2 separate regions of the Mus musculus genome follow, and region 1 is linked to region 2. Evidence: chromatin contacts called from public HiChIP or PLAC-seq data. All regions are on one chromosome and are shown on one strand. Each heading gives the region's core, a stretch centred on a gene start, on an enhancer-like site or on the middle of the called end of the contact. The rest is flanking DNA. Distances are from core to core; before and after follow the strand shown.

Region 1 (7,291 bases), core at 3,429-5,928, 63 kb after region 2:
GGTGGAACAACAATATGAACTAATCAGTACTATTACATTTAAAAGTGAAGACTCTGACTTGGGTCAGAGACTTAAGTCTCCAGACTACTAGAGGAATATAAGAGGGGGAATGCTTCAGGACAATTTTCTGGGCAGAGGTTTTGTAGGAGACACACATATCAAAATCACATCCAACAAAAGTGGAAATTGACAAACAGGGTTACACCAAACTGAAAAGCCAGTGAATTGCAAAGGAGACAGATCATGAAGAGGGCCCACAGACTAGGAGATGAGATACAGAATTTATAAGAAACCCAAAGATTTTATCTGACTCTAAAAGGGGCCCATGACCTGTGTATGTCTTTTCAAAGGAGACTGTGTGAATGGCCAGAATGCAGAATGCTGTTACAGAGGACATGCCAATCAAAGCTACAGCCTTGATAAACATCATCTCTCTATAGTAAGAATGGTTATGATAAAAAAAAATTCTGGTGAGATTATGGAGAAAAGGGAGATTCTTGTCATTATATGTTTTCCCAATCTGAATGTTTCGTATGAATGGAATCATAAGAGATGTGTGGTCTTTTACAATTAGTTTCCTGCTTTCATGATCCATCTCACTACTGACAGCTCATGTCTGGCCTCTGTCAATGGACTTTTAGCTCTTTTTACTGTTGTCTGAGGATGTGTTTAAAAAAAAAGTTAAAAGTACCACATGCCTTCCACACTTCTAACCCTTTAATGGTTACATCCCCTTCCTTGATTATGGTCTAGATTCCTTGGTATAGCACACAGCCATGGACTCTATGCCTCCTTCCAGCTTTCAGTCTTTGCCAGCCCACAACACCAAACACATACAATTTCAACCACCCATTAAAAATTCTAGCACGTTCTTTCTAACAAATGGTACCAAGGCACCCGAATCTGTAAAGTTGGACTCCTTCATCAGAAGTTGTGTAAATACTAATTTACAATGGACCAAGACCTAAATTTAAAAGATAAAAATCATAAAACTCCTAGAAGAATTTCAGTAATGACCCTCGCAGCAATATACAACCACATTGATATAATTATAACATGACTGTTATAGGAGCAATCAATCGCTTTTTAAAAATTGGATTTAAGACCCTCTTCAAGAAATGGAACTCATACTTGACATTATCAATGAAGCCAATAATCCATGGCTAGATAAGTCATGGGCTTTAAGAGAAAACCTACCATTGTCACCCTGCTAAATGGACATAACCATAAATGACTCCCAGTGAATCATTGCTATACCAGTAGATCACTGCATCAATTAACCCTCACCAGAGAAGTTTATTCCTGCTGCAGATGGCCTGTCTTAAAGTATTATTCATCAGTAGATCAGAGAATGAGAGATGGGAGGGGAAGGGCTGGATACAGGGTGAACATCAGAAGGGTGACTTCATGGTGAGGGTTGTTGGGTTTTCCTGTGGGCTGCTGGATGAATGACGGCGTAAGGGATGGAAGAAAGTGGATCCTGAAATGCAAATGTTCACAGAAAGGCATCTATAGGTTTTGGGGGAAAGATCTGTGTTGTGACATAGGAACTAAATCTGACACTGCATCTCATCTTCAGCCCACCCCTTATTGGAGGTGCATTATCTTCTCATTTTCTGTTCCATCCCAAAAGTTTAACATCTCAGGAAATCATGGGTCTGAATCTTCCAATGGAATGAAAAGAGGATTGAAGAACAGCAAGGTGGACAGATAGAGGATGGATGCTAGCTAGCTAGATAAACAGGGAAACAGAGACAAGCAGAGACAGAGAGCATGAGTGACTGCATTCTAGGAGCCTGAGAAAGCTGGAGAAGAATGGGGAGGGCCATGGAAGAGTGATGTCCAGCAGCAGTGGTCCTGAGATGGGGTGGGGAAGGAAACTGCCAATAAGATAAAAATGCTACAGAGAAATCAGCTGGGATGAACACACTTGTCTTTGGGTGATGGAAATGGACCAGTCCTTGGATTTGACGGGAGGCTGAGATGAATCTGAAGCAGAAATCAGATTATAGGAGATAGCATACACAAGGGATGTGTAGTTGAATTTTTGGTTTATTCTCTTTTTATTATTATATGCGTCAGAGTGTTGTGTATGAGTGATAGAACATCCTGTTCAGCATCGCTGAATAATGAAGGAGGAGTTTATGAGCTTGAATAATTGAAAGCACGAGGCTAGAGCATGGCAGGGGTTGCAAGTTGAAATGGTATCATAAAATCTTGGTCTTTTCTGTTTGTCCACTTTCGCATGCTTTTTACCTCATCCTTTAGTTTTGTGAGACATCAAGGGTGCCAGATACTTCAAGTTGACATCCTAGCATGAAGCTAAGCAGAAGTGAGACCGTGTCTCTTTCTTGCAGATCTAAGAATTCCTAATTGTATCTACTTAGACTTTATGCTTAAACTTGAATTAGCAGTGACCAAGAGGAGAGAGTTCCATTGTGCTGATAGCCAGGATACAGGGACAGTGTCAGTTCTAGGCTGATGTATTAGTTGCATGTTGCTGTGTTACATACTTGACAGAGGCAACTTCAGGAAGGAAGGGGTTTCTTACGTTCAGAGTTTGGGGGTGCAGCCCATGGTGGTGGGGAAGGCACGACAGCCAGAACTTGAGGCAGCCTGTTCCATCATATCTGCAGTCATGAGGTAGAAAGTGTTGAACATTGGTTCTCAATTTCCTTTCTCCTCTTTCTTTGGTGCAGGACATCAGCCAACTTAATGGTGTTGCCCACATTTATGGTGGCTCTTCTCAGCTCAGTTAACTTAGTCTAGATATTTATTGCTCCATAGGCTTGTTCTCTTTAGTGATTCTCAATTCTGTCAAGGTGGCATTGCTAAACATCACAGTCCATCAATCCGGGTGTAGGGACTTGTGCTTTGATTGATTAATCCTTGGTCATATGTGCAACCTGTAATTTGGGTGGGGGTCCCAGCTGAATGTTTGGACCAAAGATCAAGAGCTGCTCTAGGTGTTGCAGTATGTATCATGGTCTAGAGAGACAGTTTCCATTAAAGCTGTGGTGGACAGAGCTAGAGTCAGTGAGTGGAAATTATTGATCTCAGTACATCTCTGCTCTGAGAGAAAGAGCTTCCTGTGGAGTAGTGTAATAAAGCGGGCCTGTTGTTGATGTAGGCAGTCAGCTAGCAGTGGGGACATCAAAGCAAACACCAGGAATTAAGTGACAACAGCCCATCTTGTCTTTCCAGGTCTATGATCTCACATGTCTCTATAACACAGTAAAGAAAGCATCTTTATCCTGAAGAAGAGGGGGAGGAAAGGGCTGTAGGAGACAGAGGGGCTAAGGACACCACAAGAAAACCCATAGAATCAACTAACCTGGGCTCATAGGGTCCCAGAGAGCATGCATGGGATTGACCTAGGCCTCTTTGCACATACTTAACAATTGTGCAGATTGGTCGTCATGTGGGACTCCTCACAGCAGGAGCCGGGGCTGTCTCTGAATCTGCTGTCTGCCTTTGGGATCCGTTCCCTACTGGGTTGCCTCTTCTGGCCTCAGTAGGAGACAATGCATCTAGTCTTACTGCAGTTTGATTTGCCAAGGCAGGTTGATACCCATGGGAGGCCTCCCCTTGTCTGAAGAGAAAGAGAAGAGGAGTGGACAGGGGGGTGGGGAGAGGAGGACTGGGAGGGGAGGAGGGAGAGGGAACTGTGGTTGAGATACAAAGTAAATCAGTAAATTAATTTAAAACGAATGCACCTTTACATTGAAATCTTACATGCATATAAAAATGCAAACCAAAACATCATGAAACTGGGGCTTGGGAGGGTAGCTTAATCAGTTAAGTACCTACCTGTCTCACGAATATGAGGCCCTGAGTTTGATCCTCAGCGCCCCATAAAAATTGGCGCATCTGTAGTGGGCAGACAGGTAGGTCTTAGAGCTCAGGTATGAGCTCCATGTCTCAAATAATAAGGTAGAGAGCAGGAAGGCTCCCCATGTTGGTCTCTGACCTGCATATCTACATGTATGCATGTGTGTCCATATGCACATGCGTGCACACAAAGGAACATGTATACACAAAGTTTTACAAAACAGTACTCTTCTTTAACACTTGTGTTTATACTTTCTGTCCTGTTTGATTTTATTTAAAAAGTCCCTTGCAATATACAATCCATTTACTTGTTTTTCCCATACCTGTGATTAAGTCTTGGCTTAACAATTTGAAACCTCATACTTAGGTCCCCTGTCTTAGCACATCTGCTTCCCACGGACAAAGCTTGAAGATGGGGCTTGAATCTGGCCTCTCATGATGCCCATCATGCTAGAGAATGAGGAGGAGGCAAGCCTATTCAATGTGTGTAAGCACCTGATTCTGGGTGGTATGGTTTCCTGACATCTGTCAGAGAGCTCCTAGCCCATTGAGATGAGGTACTCATCTTTGTGGGCCCTCTGGGCATTGTTGGCAAAGGCTCACTTGCTGGTTGTGGGTGTAGGATGGCAGAGGTAGCCTGGTAGTCTGTCTGTCTGCAGGCTATCAGTGGCTGTAGCAGCACTAGCAGCAGTTTGTGCTGTGAGGTTGAGTGTGAGTTCTTTGTCAGGCCTCTTTGCTGAAAGTGAGGGAGTGGCTTTTAAAAATAACATCTTTTTGACTTGAAACAAGTCAAGGCAGAGAGAGGAGACAATTAGACACTGACATCCTGTTTAGTCATCTCTCCAGAGAGACTATTTTCAGAACCACTCAATAGAGGTTCACAAGTGCCGTCAAGGTAGGTGACATGACATTGTAAGTTAGCGTTCATCATGAGACACCAGCAGGTTAAGTTGAGCATGGGGGTGATGTATGAGGTGGGCTTCTTACTGGACACAGATTCTGTGCAGAGAAAGGCAGAGTTTAAGAACTGGCTGCCACAATAGAGAGGTAAAGACTTCAGAGAGTACAAAGCACATTGCATTATGAAAGGTGTCTGACTGGAGCGTGATCTAAGAATAAAATATATATGGTAGTGAAGTAAGAGAAAGACCAGGCCACCTTGAGGGATCTGTGTTTACTTGTAGGTACAGTAAAAGCAATAGGTAGCACTGTTAAGTTCTCTGATGGCAGCCAGGCCAGAAATGCCTCATGCTGTTCCCCCCAAAGTCTCAGAGAACAGGGAGGCTCTGGGGGTGGAGGACTGGGGCCACTCCAGAGCCACCTTCAGTAGAGTCATGCAGTCCTTCAGTGCAGGGGTCCTCTGTTGTAGCATGAGATTTGCAGCTTATTTAAAGTTCTATTCTGCCCCATAAGTCATACTTAGCTACACTTAGTCTATACTTAAATGGGCTTACTGTAGGTGAAAGGTCAGAGTCAGGAATGGAGCCGTGAGCTGAATCTGAAAGATCTATTTGAGGACATTCATAAATGCATGCATTTAAATCCACAAGCATCTCATGTTGCAGGATTTTGAAATGTGGGTGGACAGAGAGGTTAGAATATGCCAGCTCAGGTATCTGGGGATGCTGCAGTTCCATTCTGGGTACCCTGCTGTATGAGGGTCTTTAGAGTACATGTCTTGATGCCTCAGCTGATAGCTAACTTCAATGGCTGTTGAGCAGTTAAGAGTAACTAATCCTTGTCATGGACTAGACGGGTATCAAAAGACGGAGACTCTGTACAATTGACTCCATGAAACTAGGCCTTTGAAGTTGAATGGGCCAATGCATTGACATTGCTCCTCCAGCCCACTTACTTGCCATGTAGTTTAGTTACGTGAGGCTCCCACTAGATAAGCAATACGGTGGCTCCAAAGCATGAAGCAAATATGTGCTTGCTTTTGCCTCACATCAAGTAAGGTAAAGGAGGGAGAGAAGGCAATTCAAGAGGAAGGGCGTTCTGAGTACGTAGTTTCCAAGCTTGACCGTTTGTTCCTCAAGATTTCGCTTATTTCTTTGTCTCTACTGTACAGTGAAACACATTTGGATTTGTGTGGCTGTGATTTATGCATTTAGGCCATCTCGTAAAGAATTATTCAAGAGTCACAAAAAGTAATTCAATATTAAAATATAATGTGCTTCTCTCTCTTTCTAGGTGGATCTGGAGCCTGAGGGGAAAGTGTTTGTGGTAATAACCCTAACAGGGAGTTTCACTGAAGGTAAGAGCAAGTTGTGAGTGGTTTCTGGTGTGTGTGTGTGTGTGTGTGTGTAGTTTTGGCACATGATTAAGAGGAATGTCTATCGATGGAAATTATAACAGGAGCATTTCCTGAAAGATGCTTTAAAACCACAGTGTAAATTGAGCTGAGTGAGCTCTGTGGCCCGGCAGGCTACTGGTTCAGATCCACAAGTTAGCGTCTATTGTGGATCGGTTAATTTTGTTATCATGTCCACTGCGGCTCGGTTCTTACCCGTTGTCATCCTAGCTAAACTGCTGGATCGTTTTCTTTCTTTGGAGTCACACTTGTTGTATTGTACTCTAGCGTCTTGTGCTAGGCTTTTGGTTTGCCCCCAAAAGAAATTTGCGATTCGCGTTCTCTTTTTCATAATCTCCACTTTATTCTTATCCTTTAACCAATTCTGTGCTTTAGTATTCGGCAGACAGCTACTAAACTGTCCCCCACAAACCAAAAGCCATTTTTTAAAAAAATCGAGGCAAAAAATTATACATGGTGAAACGAAAGATCAAATGTGAATAACTTGAATTTCAGCAAATAAGCCAATGACTCAGCTCTGCAGTCCAGTTCTTCAGAAGGTTCTCTGTCTGTGCTTCCTGTTGGTCACCCCTGTGGCCCAAGGCAAGACGTATAATACAGTCTCATTCCCATGAAGTATTTCTGCCCATTCTAGAAGTTTGTGTAAATGGAATTTTATAGTGTGTTTTTTTGGGGGGTCTAGTGTCTTTTTCTTAGCATCATTTCTTATGGATTCATTCATCATTGTATCTCAGTATTTCATCTTTATTGTCAATCGTATTCCATGTCACTCTGCCATGGAGACAACCGCAAACCCCCCAGTTAGATGGAATTGCCTTTAATACAGCTTACGGAAGTTCTTATGCCTTATGAATGGAGGGCCTTTGTGAAAATGCAAACGACAACTGTTTGTCTCAGTTTCCTCTCTGCTTGCCCCCTTTTCCTTCCTCCTGGAAACTGAAGTGACGTTGGGGTCTTGTGTGTACTCTGCAAGTGTTCTACACCCAGCTCTTGCATAGCCCCTTCCCCATCTTCTCTTTTTGAGATGGGATCTTACTGAGTGTCCAGGTAAACCTTTAAACTTATCTTCCTTTCTGCCTCAACCTGCCGAGCTTTTAATTTAGCCATTTTTTTTAATTTAGGAGATTTTATTTACAATAAAGCCCA
Region 2 (6,468 bases), core at 3,101-5,600:
GGGAATCTAACTATCTCACTGTCATGTGTGACTTTAATCAGACAGCTTTAGCAAGCAGACTAAAACACAAACATAGATATTTCTCTCACCCTGGAGCTGGTGTCTGGCTGTGTTGCTCAGGCTGAACTTGAATTTGGGTTTAGGTCATCCTTTTACCTCAGACTTCCCAGGAGCTGGGTCTAGAGGCACAGATGACCACATGAGCTCAGCTAGATACTTCTTTTAAAGCAGGGCCCATCCCTTTATTGCTCCAGCATTTTCAGGGCTGGGTGCCGCCTCTCCTGTCTTGCCTTGCTACCCACTCTCTGAGAGCCTCTCCCAGTGTTGCCTCCTTTTCTTCAGTGCACATTCTCCTCGTTCTGACCAAACCTTGTGTTTTTATGTTACACTCTTTACTTCTTCATTTTTCAGCTCAACTCACTCTGGATGGTCACCTACTGCCCCAAAGCCTTGTCCACTGCCGAAACCACAGGGCGCCTTCGCTCTGTGCTTATGTAACCTCAGCATCATCTGACCTAGCTGAACACTCCTCCTGCCTGAACTCTTTATCCTTTGGCTGCCACAATACCTGTGCGCGGCGCCTTCTTGGCCTTTCTCTTCCTTTCATGCTTGCTTCTAGGCATCACTGCCTCCCTCTCCACCCACAAATGCTAGGGTTTCTGAGTAGCTCTGTCTTTGTTCTTTTTATCTCATGCTGCACCGTCTTTGTCTGTCTGTCTTCCTTCCTTCCTTCCTTCCTTCCTTCCTTCCTTTCTTTCTTTCTTTCTTTCTTTCTTTCTTTCTTTCTTTCTTTCTTTCTTTCTTTCTTTCTTTCTTTCTTTCTTTCTTTCTTCCTCTCCCACAGCAGAGCTTCGCCCACTATTCTGGCTTCCATTACTATCTGTATACCTTGGCTCCTAAATTTATGTCTTTAGCCCAGACTGTCCCTTGGACTGTCACAATCACCTAGCCAATTGCCGGATTTCAGATTTCCACTTAAATGCATCAAGCATCCATCAAACCCGACAGGTTTCAAATCGAACTCTTCGTCTCCTCCCACAAATCTTTTCTCCAGCGCCGTCTCGGAACTCCTTAACAGCTCCCCAATGGACCCAGCTGCTTGAGCTGTATTCTGCAAGTCATGCTCCATCTTTGCCTTCCTCATTCCCTCCCTTCCATCCAGCCTCCAAACCTGCCAGTTTTACCTCCTTAACGGTTCTCAAATCAACCTATTTCTCTTCATCTCTATTAACCGCCCGGAAAATCCCAGTTAACAGCAACCTTCTCACAGGACCCTCTCCACCCAGGCGTCTTCTTTTCAATAGACTGGCCACATGGCCCAAGAAATATTTTTAAATCCATAAATCTCACCCTGCCTTGGCTCTGCTTAACAGCTTCCTGGGCTGCTGAGATTGCTCATAGGAAATGTCCATAGCCTTTCTCTTGAGTCTCCTCCCCAGCCTCAGTCTGGCAGTGTGGCTACCTATGCAGCATTCTCTTACCCACTTGACTTTCATCTTTCCTGTCTCCAGCTACCCAGTCTTTTCTCCAGACAGGTCAAACTGTGCTGCTTCTTCGAGAGTCTGACCCATCCCTGCTGCCTACCTCTTCAGAGGACATCATCTATCCACAGGGATTACACGTGTCAGGACCCCTGGCCCTTTCTTTTCCAACACTTGCCACATGTGATGTTTCTGCTGGTTGTTTCTAGGTCCTACAGGAGTATCAGACACTTGGCTGTCCTGCCGCTGCCCACCCCAGTGCCTGGTAGGGTGAATGTGAAATGTCTGGTGTTCCTTCAACCCCAACCCCAGGTCAGCTGTGTAGCTCCTCTTCATTTGGAGATAGTCTTCTTAGAGTGCAGAAGATGAACAGCAGCCCTCATGGTTCTTTTTTTTTTCCACATATTTATTTTATGTTATTTTTTTAGATATTTTCTTTATTTACATTTCAAATGCTATCCTGAAAGTTCCCTATACCCTGCCCCCGCCCTGCTCCCCTACCCACCCACTCCCACTTCTTGGCCCTGGCATTCCCCTGTACTGGGGCATATAAAGTTTGCTAGACCAAGGGGCCTCTCTTCCCAATGATGGTTGAGTAGGCCATCTTCTGCTACATATGCAGCTAGAGACATGAGCTCTGGGGTACTGATTAGTTCATATTGTTGTTCCACCTATAGGGTTGCAAACCCCTTCAGCTCTTGGGTACTTTCTCTAACTCCTACATTGGGGGCCTTGTGTTCCATCCTATAGATGACTGTGAGTATCCACTTCTGTATTTTCCAGGCACTGGCAAAGCCTCACAGGAGACAGCCATATCAGGGTCCTTTCAGCAAAATCTTGCTGGTGTATAGAATAGTGTCTGCGTTTGGTGGCTGATTATGGGATGGACCCCTGGGTGGGGCAGTCTCTGGATGGTCCATTCTTTTGTCTCAGCAATACCTCTCCTGGGCATATACCCAGAAGATGCTCCAACATGTTAAGGACACATTCTCTACTATGTTCTTAGCAGCCTTATTTATAATAGCCAGAATCTGGAAAGAACCCAGATGTCCCTCAACAGAGGAATGGATACAGAAAATGTGGTACATTTACACAATGGAGTACTACTCAGCTATTAAAAACAATGAATTTATGAAATTCTTGGGCAAATGGATGTATCTGGAGGATATCATCCTGAGTGAGGTAACCCAATCACAAAAGAAGTCACTTGATATGCACTCACTGATAAGTGGATATTAGCTCAGAAACCTAGAATACCCAAGATACAACTTCCAAAACACAAGAAAATCAAGAAGGAAGACCAACGCGTGGATACTTCATTCCTCCCTAGAATAGGGAATAAAATATCCACGGAAGGAGTTGCAGAGACAAAGTTTGGAGCCCTCGTGGTTCTTAAGGCGAACCGGCAGCTCTCTGGAGGAGCCAGGTCCAGCTCTTTAGGGAAGAAGTCAGAGTTGCTTTCACCCAGCCGACTCTACCTCTACAAACGGGTTGCTAGCACACTTTGGAGAGCTCTGCCTGAACTGAAGTGACCCTCTACTTCCTTGCCCCACTCTTTCAGGAAGCCTTGGTATTTCCAAGAGAGGCCCATCCGGCCAGCCCATTGTTCTCCATCTCATCCTATAGTGTGAAGCTGTTACTGGTGAGGTCTCAACTCCCTAATGAGAAACTGCCCAGAACCTTCTCAGCAAGCCAAACCATGTGCTAGAAAGGGGACAGACGACCAACCAGCCTGTTCAGTAAGAACGAGTATGGTGAGCGTCCTTAAGCGTCTTAAGAATGGCCTGGACTTTATAGGAGACATATTGGTTGCGGCTGGCCCTCAGGGAGCAAGCTTTATGGTAGAATGGATTAGACCAAAAGGTGTTCCTAGGAGACAAAACCTGTAGAAGTCACGAGATGGGTAAACTTAGGGTCTGCCCACTCTGACAATAACAACCTAGAGTGTTTGTTCCTAGAAGAGGCAGCTGAAAGCCACTGTGTGTCAGGGTGGCGCATGTGAACACTTTGCTGCCCTTATAATGCAGGACTAGGTGGACCAGCAAACCGCCTCTTGCGGAGGAAGGGACTTATTACATCTTGGCCTTGTCAGTCTCCAGCAGAACCAATCTTTCCTGCTCTTTGTGCAGTGACACACCTCTCCCAGGAAGGAGTACAGGATTTCCATCATTACCATTGCCCTATTAAAAAAATACGCAAACAAAACAACTAATTACTCTCTGCCGAAAAGGCACATAAACAGGATGAGTCTAAGCTGAACCTGGGATGACCCATTCCGGTAAAGATTAGGAAAGGGACCTCCCCTTCCCCACAGAACACCCGCCTCTGGCTAGGGCTCTGTCACCCTCCGGCAGGGTCTCCAGGCCACTACTTAGGGTGGGAGGTAGGAACTCCCTGCTGCTGATTTTCCGCATCCACCCGTCCTGCCAATTCTCTCCCCGGCTGTCTCCCACGCCTCAGGTGTTTGCTGGCGGTGGGCCTGGAATCCTTTCTTTTTGTCCAGCCCCTTAGGGCAGCCTCCAGCCCGAAACGCACCGCCAACCCGGCCACCGGGAGCAGGGATCCGCGAGCACTCAGGGCGGGAACCGCCCCTGGGGTGAGTGGGGAGTGCGGGCCCCCTTCACCGCGTAACCCCGGCACCCACCCCTCAAGGCGGTGCTGCCCGCGGTGCGCCACGCCCCCGGGGTCCGGAAGGCGTGGCAGCCCGCACCGGGCTTCTGAGAACTTGGAGCCCGGCGGCGCGCGGCTCTGGCCGGGATGCGGCTGCGGTTGCTGCTGCTGCTGCTGCTTCCTGGTTCTCAGCTCACCGAGTGGGGGAGAGCGTGAGCCCGCGGAGGCGGGGGCAGGAGGAACGGGCGGAGGCGGGGGCAGAGACGCCAAAGCTGGAGCTAGCCGGACGGGTCGCTCCTGCTCTCCGGGGAGACTATCTGGCCGGCCCCGGAGAAGGGGCGAGCCCCGCGCGCTCCAGAAGGACGATCGGGAGCCCAGCAGCCCGCCGAGGGCTCGGAGCCCGGCTCCCCTCCTTTCCACCTCAGGAGAAAGGGCGGGAGGGAAGGAGGGGAGGGGAAGATCCCTCCGAGGAGGCGGAATGGCCGGTCGCAGGGGGCTCGGGCGCTGCTTCTTCCCAGAGCTGCCTCCACGCCCGTGGCAGCGGAGAGGACTGCCCTGAGCCCGGGCTCCGGGTTCCCCAGTGCCAGCCAGCGCGGCCCCCTCGGGGCTCCGGCAGCAGCGCCGGCATGTCGTCCGGCACGATGAAGTTCAATGGCTATCTGAGGGTCCGCATCGGAGAGGCTGTAGGGCTGCAGCCCACCCGCTGGTCCCTGCGGCACTCGCTCTTCAAAAAGGGCCACCAGCTGCTGGACCCCTACCTGACGGTGAGCGTAGACCAGGTACGCGTGGGCCAGACCAGCACAAAGCAGAAGACCAACAAACCCACCTACAACGAGGAGTTCTGCGCCAATGTCACCGACGGCGGCCACCTGGAGCTAGCCGTCTTCCACGAGACGCCCCTGGGTTATGACCACTTTGTGGCCAACTGCACGCTGCAGTTCCAGGAGCTGTTGCGCACGGCTGGTACCTCGGACACCTTCGAGGGCTGGGTAAGTAGCGATCGCCTCACTCCTCCATGTCTGCTGGACCTTCCCTCCTTTTAATTTTCGAAACTCGTCAGAGTCCCGCTCCCTCATCGCCCTGCAGGGGAAGGAATTCCCTCTAGACTTCGGTCCTTTCCCAGGTGGCCTGCACTGTTGACGCGACAGCCGTGGGTGTATGCGGGCGCAGGTGGGACTCTGGGAATCCGTCCTCTTTGTGGACCTGGACTTTGCACTTAGGGGAAGCCCAATAGTGATACAGAGTTCCATCCCCCTCCTCCCGGGGTAGGGGGTTTGGGAATCACAACTCTCATATAAAGAAAAGCAGAGAAAGGGCGATATGAAAGGGATATGGTTTGAATCAAGTGCTTCAAACACTTCTTAGGAGAAAGCCATACATTCTCGCGAGTATTATTCATAGTGTTTATGGATGCATGTTGGTTCAGCCACACAGACGTGCACACGTGTTTCAGCATGCACATCCATTACATCCCAGAGGTACAAAAGCTACACTGGCAGGGATCAGAGTGAGTGCATGGCTTTGCACCCTGGCAGAGTTTTGTTTAGCTTTTCCCTTGGGGATTGGGGGCGAGGGTGGAGGCGGGAGTGGTGGGGTGAGAGGTTTAAAACTTCTCTGTTTGCTCTTAAGTTCAGTCAGCCTGGGTGTATGGGTGCTTCCAAACTATTCCTCTGAGAAGAGGTGGCCAAGACACCTTAGGTTTGGGTCTCCTCCCTCTGCGTTGACCTTTAGCTGCCCGCAACTTCTTATATGCTGCTGCCATTCCCATAGTTCCCTGGAGATAGAATTTTTACTGTAAATTTCTCGAGTGCCTCACACAGCGCCAGAACGCCCATATGTCTTAATCCTCACGCTGTCTTTGTGATGCCGGGGTTATTGTGCTCACTCTGAGACACTGAAATGATAATTACAACGAAGTGGTCTGGCAAAGTGTAGTGTGTGGTAAAGACTCTAGAGTTTAATAATGGTCTCAGTTCTGGCAGGAGTGGGCTTGGAACCCGAGGTGAATCGCTATTCAGAATCTGTTTGAAATTCACAAGTGGCAGAACCAGATGGACAGTGACAAAGATTCATGGATATATGTATTTTATACTTTGAAGTGTTGTTAATTTCACCATATATTCTGAAATAGTACAGAAGGCTTGTAAAAATTCACCTTTTAAATAGAAATTAAAAAAAAAAAACCAAACCCATGACTCAAATTATGGGGTTAATTTCACCTTGGCCTTTCTTCTTCTTCTTCTTCTTCTTCTTCTTCTTCTTCTTCTTCTTCTTCTTCTTCTTCTTCTTCTTCTTCTTCTTCTTCTTCTTCTTCTTCTTCTCCTCCTCCTCCTCCTCCTCCTCCTCCTCCTCCTCCTCCTCCTCCTCTTCTTCTTCT

Evidence for each region. HiChIP or PLAC-seq counts read pairs in DNA pulled down with a chosen protein or histone mark.
Region 1: a contact with region 2 is called in an H3K27ac HiChIP or PLAC-seq map of CD8 T cells, with 10 times the contacts expected there. The contact joins the enhancer-like site here to the promoter of Prkch in region 2. A contact is called at or near these places in 1 of 15 datasets of contacts at CTCF or cohesin (CD8 T cells), 19 of 484 Hi-C or Micro-C datasets (CD4 T cells, CD8 T cells, the HPC-7 cell line and 9 more), 18 of 115 datasets of contacts at active chromatin or transcription factors (the 230-238 cell line, CD8 T cells, the SCID.adh cell line and 12 more) and 2 of 9 other capture datasets (adipose tissue and liver).

What each region holds. Positions count from the first base shown.
Region 1 is chr12:73,643,268-73,650,558 of GRCm38.p6, forward strand. Prkch (protein kinase C, eta) reads left to right here. Exons shown (of 14, transcript NM_008856.4): 2 at 6,025-6,088. Among named protein-coding and RNA genes, the nearest start is that of Prkch, 62 kb to the left of the region's middle. Within about 2 kb of position 4,679, at least 28 of the 459 cell types and tissues checked have an H3K27ac peak or open chromatin away from gene starts, as enhancers often do. A contact at or near this core is called in the 230-238 cell line, CD8 T cells, Th17 cells and 5 more, where this site is marked.
Region 2 is chr12:73,580,446-73,586,913 of GRCm38.p6, forward strand. Prkch (protein kinase C, eta) reads left to right here and starts at 4,351. Exons shown (of 14, transcript NM_008856.4): 1 at 4,351-5,080. The coding sequence starts at 4,718. It overlaps LOC115488016 (collagen alpha-1(I) chain-like), which reads left to right and starts at 3,233. Exons shown (of 3, transcript XM_030247047.1): 1 at 3,233-3,322; 2 at 3,766-3,864; 3 at 3,985-4,690. The coding sequence starts at 3,233. The coding sequence ends at 4,650.